2 separate regions of the Mus musculus genome follow, and region 2 is linked to region 1. A link is a contact called in public Hi-C data. All regions are on one chromosome and are shown on one strand. Each heading gives the region's core, a stretch centred on a gene start, on an enhancer-like site or on the middle of the called end of the contact. The rest is flanking DNA. Distances are from core to core; before and after follow the strand shown. Region 1 holds the start of Sgsh (N-sulfoglucosamine sulfohydrolase (sulfamidase)). Region 2 overlaps Rnf213 (ring finger protein 213).

Region 1 (3,715 bases), core at 366-2,865:
TGTTTCAAACTGTGGACAGACACTGAGGAGTAGGAAGGGATCTATCTGGCTGTGGAGAGGGGACAGCTAGCAGAGGGGTCAGTCACTTCACCTGGGGTGGGAGTCCAGCCACTTCTGCATAGGCCAGGGCCTGGGGAATGACGGTGAGTCCCACGGAAAGTCCAGCGATGAAGTCCAGCCTCAGCCACTGCAGAGAGTAGTCAGGCACCCAGGCCAGGACGGGTAGCCTCCTCCTCAGGGCCGTAGCAGAGCAGCAGCATGTGTCTGGTGCCATGTGCAGGCTGGGGGATCTGGTCTGACCCAGACCTTTCACAGAGCTGGGCATGGGTGACATGGAGCAGTGATCAGGGGCTGAGCTTGGGAGAAGGTGGCGTTATCTTCCCAAGGGCGTCAGGAGCATAGCCTGCCTTTTGTGGCAGGGAGGCTGAGCCAGGTGGCTAAGTTTACCAAACCACCATGATCTGGGAAAGGAAGCCAGCAAAATGTGCACATGGGCCTGCACCAAGGATTCAGGGAGGCCTCAGCCTCTCTTTCCCATCTCTGGGCCATAGCCCCTGATCCCAAGCTCTGGTGTCTCTCCACTGTCAACCCCTACCAACCCCCCCTCCCCGCCCCCCGCAAACTAGCTCTTGAGGGGATGCCTAAAGACGACATTTTCACCCCGAAGAACCTGCTCCTTTCTTTTACCCCCTCCCCGGGGAACCTGACTATCCCAGCCCAGAAGAAGCAGGTCCTGCAGGCTCAGGCTTCCTCTGGCCGGCAGAGTGTGTAGGTAGGCAGCCAGGAGGCCCTGAGGAGCCAAGATTTACACCTCACCAAGTGTACACCTCACCACCGCAGAGGGCCACCAAGGTGTTAGGTAGGACTCCACCCACCACTAAGGGCTGCAGTTGGGGGAAAGGGGGTGGGAGTATGTGACATCCCTGAAGTCAAGATTTACCCAGCACCCACTTGTGGCATTCATAGCCCAAGGGTGGGAGGGCTGAAGATTCTACTTTGTTTTCCAAAGACTAACTGAAGCTCTCAAATTAATTCTAGGTACGTAGCATCCGCTAAGATCCTGGCGAACAGACACACACACACACACACACACACACACACACACACACACACACACACACACACACACGTGTCCCAGCCCATAGCTGACTCCTCATTACTGGTCCACACGCCCCAGCCCTGGAAATGACACTCTGGACAAAATCCACTCCTCCCCACCCCCACGCCGCCGCTAGCGCGGGATCCCGGGATCGCGGGGTGGGGTATGGGGGGGGGGGGTTGGGAAACGGAGGCTGAGGTCCCAGTGGGGAACACAAACAAGTCTGAGAACCTGGAGTAAGGCGGCCCGGACTCTAATGGTTTGCGGTAGGGAGGGTTCCCGGAGTAGGGCTCACCCGAGGACTCAGCGCTGGCCCCACAGCTCCTGGTGACCCCAGCCCACACCGCCACACACTCCCTCTCTCCATCACAAGGACCCAGATTCACCCACCGGACGCTGAGACTCAGGGTCTTCCGAAGTGGCGGTAGCTGAGTCCGCAGGAATCTCAGAAACAGAGTGGGCAGGACATGGGCGGGGCCTGCCGTGCACGTGACCGTGGGGAGCGGACGAGCCGGAACCGCTTACCCTGACCGGCGCCGCCATGCACTGCCCGGGACTGGCCTGCTGCACAATTCTGTTGGTCCTGGGACTCTGCGGCGCGCACTCGCGCAACGTGCTACTGATAGTTGGTGAGTGCCGCCGTCCCTGGCACGGCCACCTGCTGCTGCTCCCAGAAGCGGCCACTGGGCTCTTCCCCGCCACTGGCCCATGCTGACCCCGGCGCGCCAATTCCTTGCCGAGCCTCCTGTTGCAGGTCTCTTCCTGGTGACTCTAAATGCGTCTGGCCCTCCCGCTTCTGCCATCCCCAAGCTGGCCAGCATTCCCACATCTGTAGTCAAAGCTGCCAAGGAGACCCGGTGGACCCCGGCTACTCATGCAGACCTCTGATAAGGTTCCAGAAATGAGAATAGCCTGAGTCCCCGAGTTTTTGCAGGATGCCCTGGTCAGTTCTCTTAGCTCCTGGCCCAAAAGTACAGTACTCCAATGCCCACGCAAACCACCAAGTTCCTCCTGCATTCATGAGACTTCCTGTTTGGGTGATCAGTGCCTGGCTTGTGACAGCCCAGGCCTTCTGAGGTCTGGCTCTGGGCCAGGCCCACTCTTCTGATAAACTTTGTGGTATCTGGGCAAGCCAGTTGGTTAATTGTAACATAAACAGTGCTGTCTTTGCAGCACTACCCCCAATCTCTCCAAGGATAGTCTCGAAGATCGGCCTAGGGTGTATATCCACCGGATAGGATTGGCGCTGGAATCCTCTGGAGCCAGTTCGTGTGGCTCTGGAACTTCGGTCCTGTCTCAGCTTGGACAGCCATCACAACAAAACCTGGCAGTCTCAGGGCTAGAGAGGTGGCTCAGTGGTTAGGAGAAGTGGCTGCTCTTCCAGAGGACACAGGTTCAATACTCAGAACCCACATGGCGGCTCACAGGGATCTGTAACTGTTGTATATGTACATGCAGGGAAAATACGGACAAAGCAGAAAATAGAGTCACACTCACGCATGCACACATGCACGCCACACTACAGGCCAGGTTTTTAACAAACCAATGTAAGTCTAACAATTTCATTATATGGAGAGACTGGGTTCAGAGAGCCGGCTCCTCCCTCTGTTTCTGGGGAGGCCTTCCTGGATTGTTGATGACACCTGTCTCATTTCCAAACCTGACAGAGAAATGCCACAGTCCTGTTCGATTGGACCCCACCCTCACTTAACTGTTGAAGACTGGATTCAGATAATGACAGCAGGAATTTTAGGACTGAATGATCAGGGTCAGAGGCAAGAGCTGAGACCTCTGTGTGCAAGCAGCATGGCTTCCTGGCATGCAACAGAAGGCACACGTAACACAACCACTCCTGCCTGTCCTCCCATCTGTCCTCCTGGCTGTCCTCTTGCCTGTTCTCCCATCTGTCCTCCCTCCTGTCCTCCATCCTGTCCTTCTGCCTGTCTTCCTCCCTGTCCTTCTGTCTGTCTACCTCCCTGTCCTCCCATCTATTCTCCTGGCTGTCCTCTTGCTTGTCCTACTGCCTGTCCTCCCACCTATCCTCCCGTCTGTCCTCCCGCCTGTTCTTCTGTCTGTCCTTCCGCCTGTTCTCCTGTCTGTCCTCCTGCCCATCTTCCTCCCTGTCCTTCTGCCTGTCTTCCTCCCTGTCCTCCCACCTGTCCTCCTGCCTGTCCTCTTGTCTGTCCTCTGTCCTGTCCTCCTGCCTATCTTCCTCCCTGTCCCTCTGTCCTCCCGCCTGTCCTCCTGCCTGTCTTCCTCCCTGAACTCCTGGCTTTCCTCTTGTCTGTTCTCCCATGTGTCCTCTGTCCAGCCCTCCTACCTGTCTTCCTCCCTGTCCTCCCACCTCTCCTCCCGCCTGTCCTCCTGCCTGTCTTCCTCCTTGTCGTTCTGTCTGTCTTCCTCCCTGTCCTGCCATCTGTCCTCCTGCCTGTCCTCCCGCCAGTCCTCCCACTGGCTCAGCTGTCATTGGTTCTTGTCCGAGTGGTCCAGCGGGGTGGAGGATGGTGGCTGGACTGGAGGCTGGGTATCCATCTTTGTTCAGGGACTGCATTGCCTCTGAGGCAGGTGGGTGACATGTTGCTCCTGGGTTCCCACTGGGTAGTTCTGGGGAACTCC
Region 2 (3,477 bases), core at 468-2,967, 81 kb before region 1:
GATATCAATGTGGAATATAACCGGCATCTTCTGATATTTCTCCTTCAAGAACGGCAGCAGTGCGCTTAGGACTTGGTTCTCATCTAGATGAGGCTCTGTCAATCGAATAATTTTTAAAGGGACCGTCTCGTCACGTAGCTTTGCTTTTAGTTTTGTATGCAGTGTGTTCACGTAGAGAGACTTTCCTACAATATGAACATACAAAAATTAGGCCCCAAATCTACAGACCAAGAAGAAGAGAATATAGAGATATTTTAGAAGCGATTCTGATTCAAGCCAGATGCTGTGCACCGCCACTTCTTAGCAGCTTCATTAACCATGGATCTTCAGGTTCCCTGTCCACCATCCACTGACCAACTTTGCCCTTTTCCTGACTACTGACGGCGCAAGTCAGCGATGGCCAAAGGTAGAGTGTGGGGAACCAAATTCTCCCAACAGAAAAGGGTTGTTCAAGGAAGAGAGGACAGGATGAAAGGAAACAAACAGCAACTGAAGCATGGTCAGGGTTTTTTCTCACTCAACCACAACCAGCACTGATGCCAGAAGCCAGCAGCACTCCCAGAGGAAAGAAACTGCAACAAAGTCTGAAGGAGGTGGTCAGGAACTGTGAGAGGACAGAGTTCTCAGTGGCTTACAGCTAAGGAAGAGCCAAACCCCTGAAGAAGGGCTTCATCAGAGTCAGCCTTGCTAGAGAAGGAAGTGTCAGTGGGCAGTATCTGGGAGAGGGGACCTCTTTCATTACCAACGCCAGCTCTTTCAGAGGTCACGATGCCAACACACAGCCCGTCTCTGAATACAGTTGCTGCTGACAGGAGCCGCTTCGGGACCTGATAATGGCTCTGCAGGTAAGCTTGGATGTTCGGGAGCGGGGCCTGGGGCACCAGGGGCACTTTGTACTGGCTGAAGGTGGAGGGGATATAGCAGTGCTCCCGGGCAGCATCACAGAGTATCACCAACTGGTAGTCTTCACGGTGCGCTCGTGTGCACAGGCTCTGGAAGAACTCCTCTGCCTGGCAGCCCACTTCATAGCTCAGCTGGTCTGCAAACAGCAAGCTGTAGACCTTGTGCCCCTGGGAGCCCGAAGTGAGGCAGCGCCGCAGGAGTAGTTCCACTTCCTCAATTGTGGTCGCTGGGGTGCAGAGCAACACCTCATCAAAGGTGGGCAGGGGCTGCCTGGGGGCCTGCATGTAGATGGCCAGTGCAGCTGGCAACACCTCCGAGTGGCCACACAAGATCAGGTTAGGCTGGCCAGCCTGCAGGCCTTTGGGGAGTGGCCGCTCCACAGGAGTGCCACCCATCGTGGCCAGATGAGCAAGGCATCTACCCAGGGCATCCAGGTCCAGACAGTGTGGCAGGAAGGCACTCATGTACACGAGGGATTGCATCATAATAACCTGAAGCTTGCCCATTAGGCTGGGCTCAGAAAGCAGCTGCTGGGGCAACTTTTTCATAACCTCCCGCAGGCAGTATCTGTCAGCCTTGCTTTCACAGGCACTGGTAGCTTGTACGAGGTCCTGGACAGTGCATTTGCCTTTAATGAAGGATAGCATCATGAGGGCAGCTTCACTAGGTCTGGGTTTCCTGAGCTCACTGCTTAGGTAGACCAGCTGCTCAGCTGTGTAGAAGTTGAGGTAAAAGTGTTCAGCTCTCTTCTGGGCGACCACTGTTTTCCAGTTATCTAGGAAGTCCTCCATCTGCCTGCAGAGGGCTCCCAGGAGCTGTATGACATCTCCCTTCTCTGTCAGCTGGCTCAGCAGCTCCAAGCCAAAGTTCATGAAGATGCCCCCGTCAGGGCAACAGTAGACCTTAGCAGTCCAAGTCCTGAACAGCATGTTGCCCGCGCAGTGCAGTTTTATGAAGACATGTACAAGCCGCTGCATGTTGCTGAAGACCTGGGGGAAAGGGAACCATGAGGCCAAAGCACACGCCTGTGGGGAAGACACACTACCCTACACACACCTGCCTGCTATTAAGCCTTTGGAGTGGTAAAGGGCTTAGGCTAGCTCACTTTTCACAGAAATCTGCCTAATAGTCATCACACCACAGCCTCTCCATAGTTATTCGATCGGCTTAACAAGGAGCACCCATCGCCTTTTTGCCTTTTTCTTTTTCTCTTTTTGTTTTTTTTGTTTTTTTTTTTTTTTTTTTTTGAGACAGGGTCTCAGTACGTATCCCTAGATATCCTAGAATTCACTAGGGAACCAGACTGGCCTTGAACTTATAAAGATTCCTCCTGCCTCTGCCTCTCAAATGCTGAGACTAAAGATGTGTGCCACCATGTCCAGGGAAAGACAAAGGATGTCAATGTAAAGACTGTATGGGTATGTGTGTGTTTGTATGTAAAGGCATGGTCTCGTATTTCCAGACTGGCCTCAAATTCAAGACCCTCCTACCTCAACAGGAGTATGGAGGCAGTGAGGTGATTGTTTCTAAGAATATCTGTTGGCCATCTCTTCTCCACAGCTGGTCACAGTTCCTCCTGAGGCTCCTGAGGAGGACCTGCTGCTCATAGGGTCTACCCTACTTCAGATATGTCTCTGGCGTTGTGAATCGGGGTACTACATCCTGCAGACCCATGGCAGAGCTGTGTTGACCAAAAGCCTACACAGACCCTTTCCATAGCTCAGTAACAAAAGTGACTGGCCTAGCTTGACGCCAAAGTGGCCCCTGTGGGCAGCAGCACAAACCTATCTGCTCACCTCTGAAAACTTCTCCACTTCTGTATTGCTGTTGTGGTCTTTCTTTCCAGACATGAGCATCAGCTTATTTAAAAGTTCCTTCAGTTCCTCTGTGGAGTAGGTGCGCAATGCCTCGGGGTAACCATGGCCATCAGGGAGGAGGAGGCGGAGAACAGTGTCTGGGGAAATCTGGGGGGCAGCACACATTTATAAGTTAGTTCCTGCACAGAGTCCCATAACTTTATAGCAAGACCACAGGGCCATACAAAACTGCACCAGGACTTTGGGAGGCTCACCTTCTGGCCATCTTTGGGTGCCTCAATAACGTAGACGCCCCTGCTGTTGATTGCTGTGGCGAGGGACAGAGATGAGAGCTCCACAGATCCATGGCTTTCCTTCACTGTCTTCAGCCACTCCAAATTTCTGGCAGAATCTTTCTATTGGGACAGAAGCAGAGAACAGGCTGGAGTGAGTAGACATGTCCTCACTGGCACTCAGCTGCCCCCCACCCCCACCCTGTTGGCATCACACATGAAGTGTCTGTCTATGCCCCACCCCCAGCACACATGCAGTGTCTGTGCTTGGGCGTGTCCCTTGGGGCTCTGTCGTGCAGCATCTTCACCAGTCAGGCTTCCCCCACTGCTCCAGAAGCCCTAGATGGCAGGTGCAGGGCGTTAGAGCATCTGGGTTTATTAGTGATGAGAGAGAAACAGCCACATATGCACTGCACAGCTCACCACAAGAGAGAAATAACAGAACGAGCATTAGGGAGCCTCAAGCTTTGCTGTTTCTTCTTCTT

Evidence for each region. A called contact is a pair of places that touch in the nucleus more often than the background predicts.
Region 2: a Hi-C map of pre-B cells shows a contact between it and region 1, with 1.7 times the contacts expected there. The contact joins the enhancer-like site here to the promoter of Sgsh in region 1. A contact is called at or near these places in 2 of 39 promoter capture datasets (embryonic stem cells and erythroid cells), 3 of 15 datasets of contacts at CTCF or cohesin (CD8 T cells, the G1E-ER4 cell line and large pre-B cells), 11 of 484 Hi-C or Micro-C datasets (B cells, CD8 T cells, the G1E-ER4 cell line and 6 more), 2 of 115 datasets of contacts at active chromatin or transcription factors (the HPC-7 cell line and embryonic stem cells) and 3 of 9 other capture datasets (adipose tissue, liver and pancreatic islet).

Annotation. Positions count from the first base shown.
Region 1 is chr11:119,353,410-119,357,124 of GRCm38.p6, reverse strand. It overlaps Sgsh (N-sulfoglucosamine sulfohydrolase (sulfamidase)), which reads left to right and starts at 1,615. Exons shown (of 8, transcript NM_018822.3): 1 at 1,615-1,728. The coding sequence starts at 1,641. It overlaps Slc26a11 (solute carrier family 26, member 11), which reads right to left and starts at 1,568. Exons shown (of 17, transcript NM_178743.3): 1 at 1,490-1,568; 2 at 92-317. The coding sequence starts at 274.
Region 2 is chr11:119,434,326-119,437,802 of GRCm38.p6, reverse strand. Rnf213 (ring finger protein 213) reads right to left here. Exons shown (of 68, transcript NM_001040005.3): 24 at 2,975-3,115; 25 at 2,700-2,867; 26 at 743-1,892; 27 at 1-185. Among named protein-coding and RNA genes, the nearest start is that of Mir1932, 46 kb to the right of the region's middle. Within about 2 kb of position 1,717, at least 42 of the 459 cell types and tissues checked have an H3K27ac peak or open chromatin away from gene starts, as enhancers often do. A contact at or near this core is called in the P5424 cell line and pre-B cells, where this site is marked.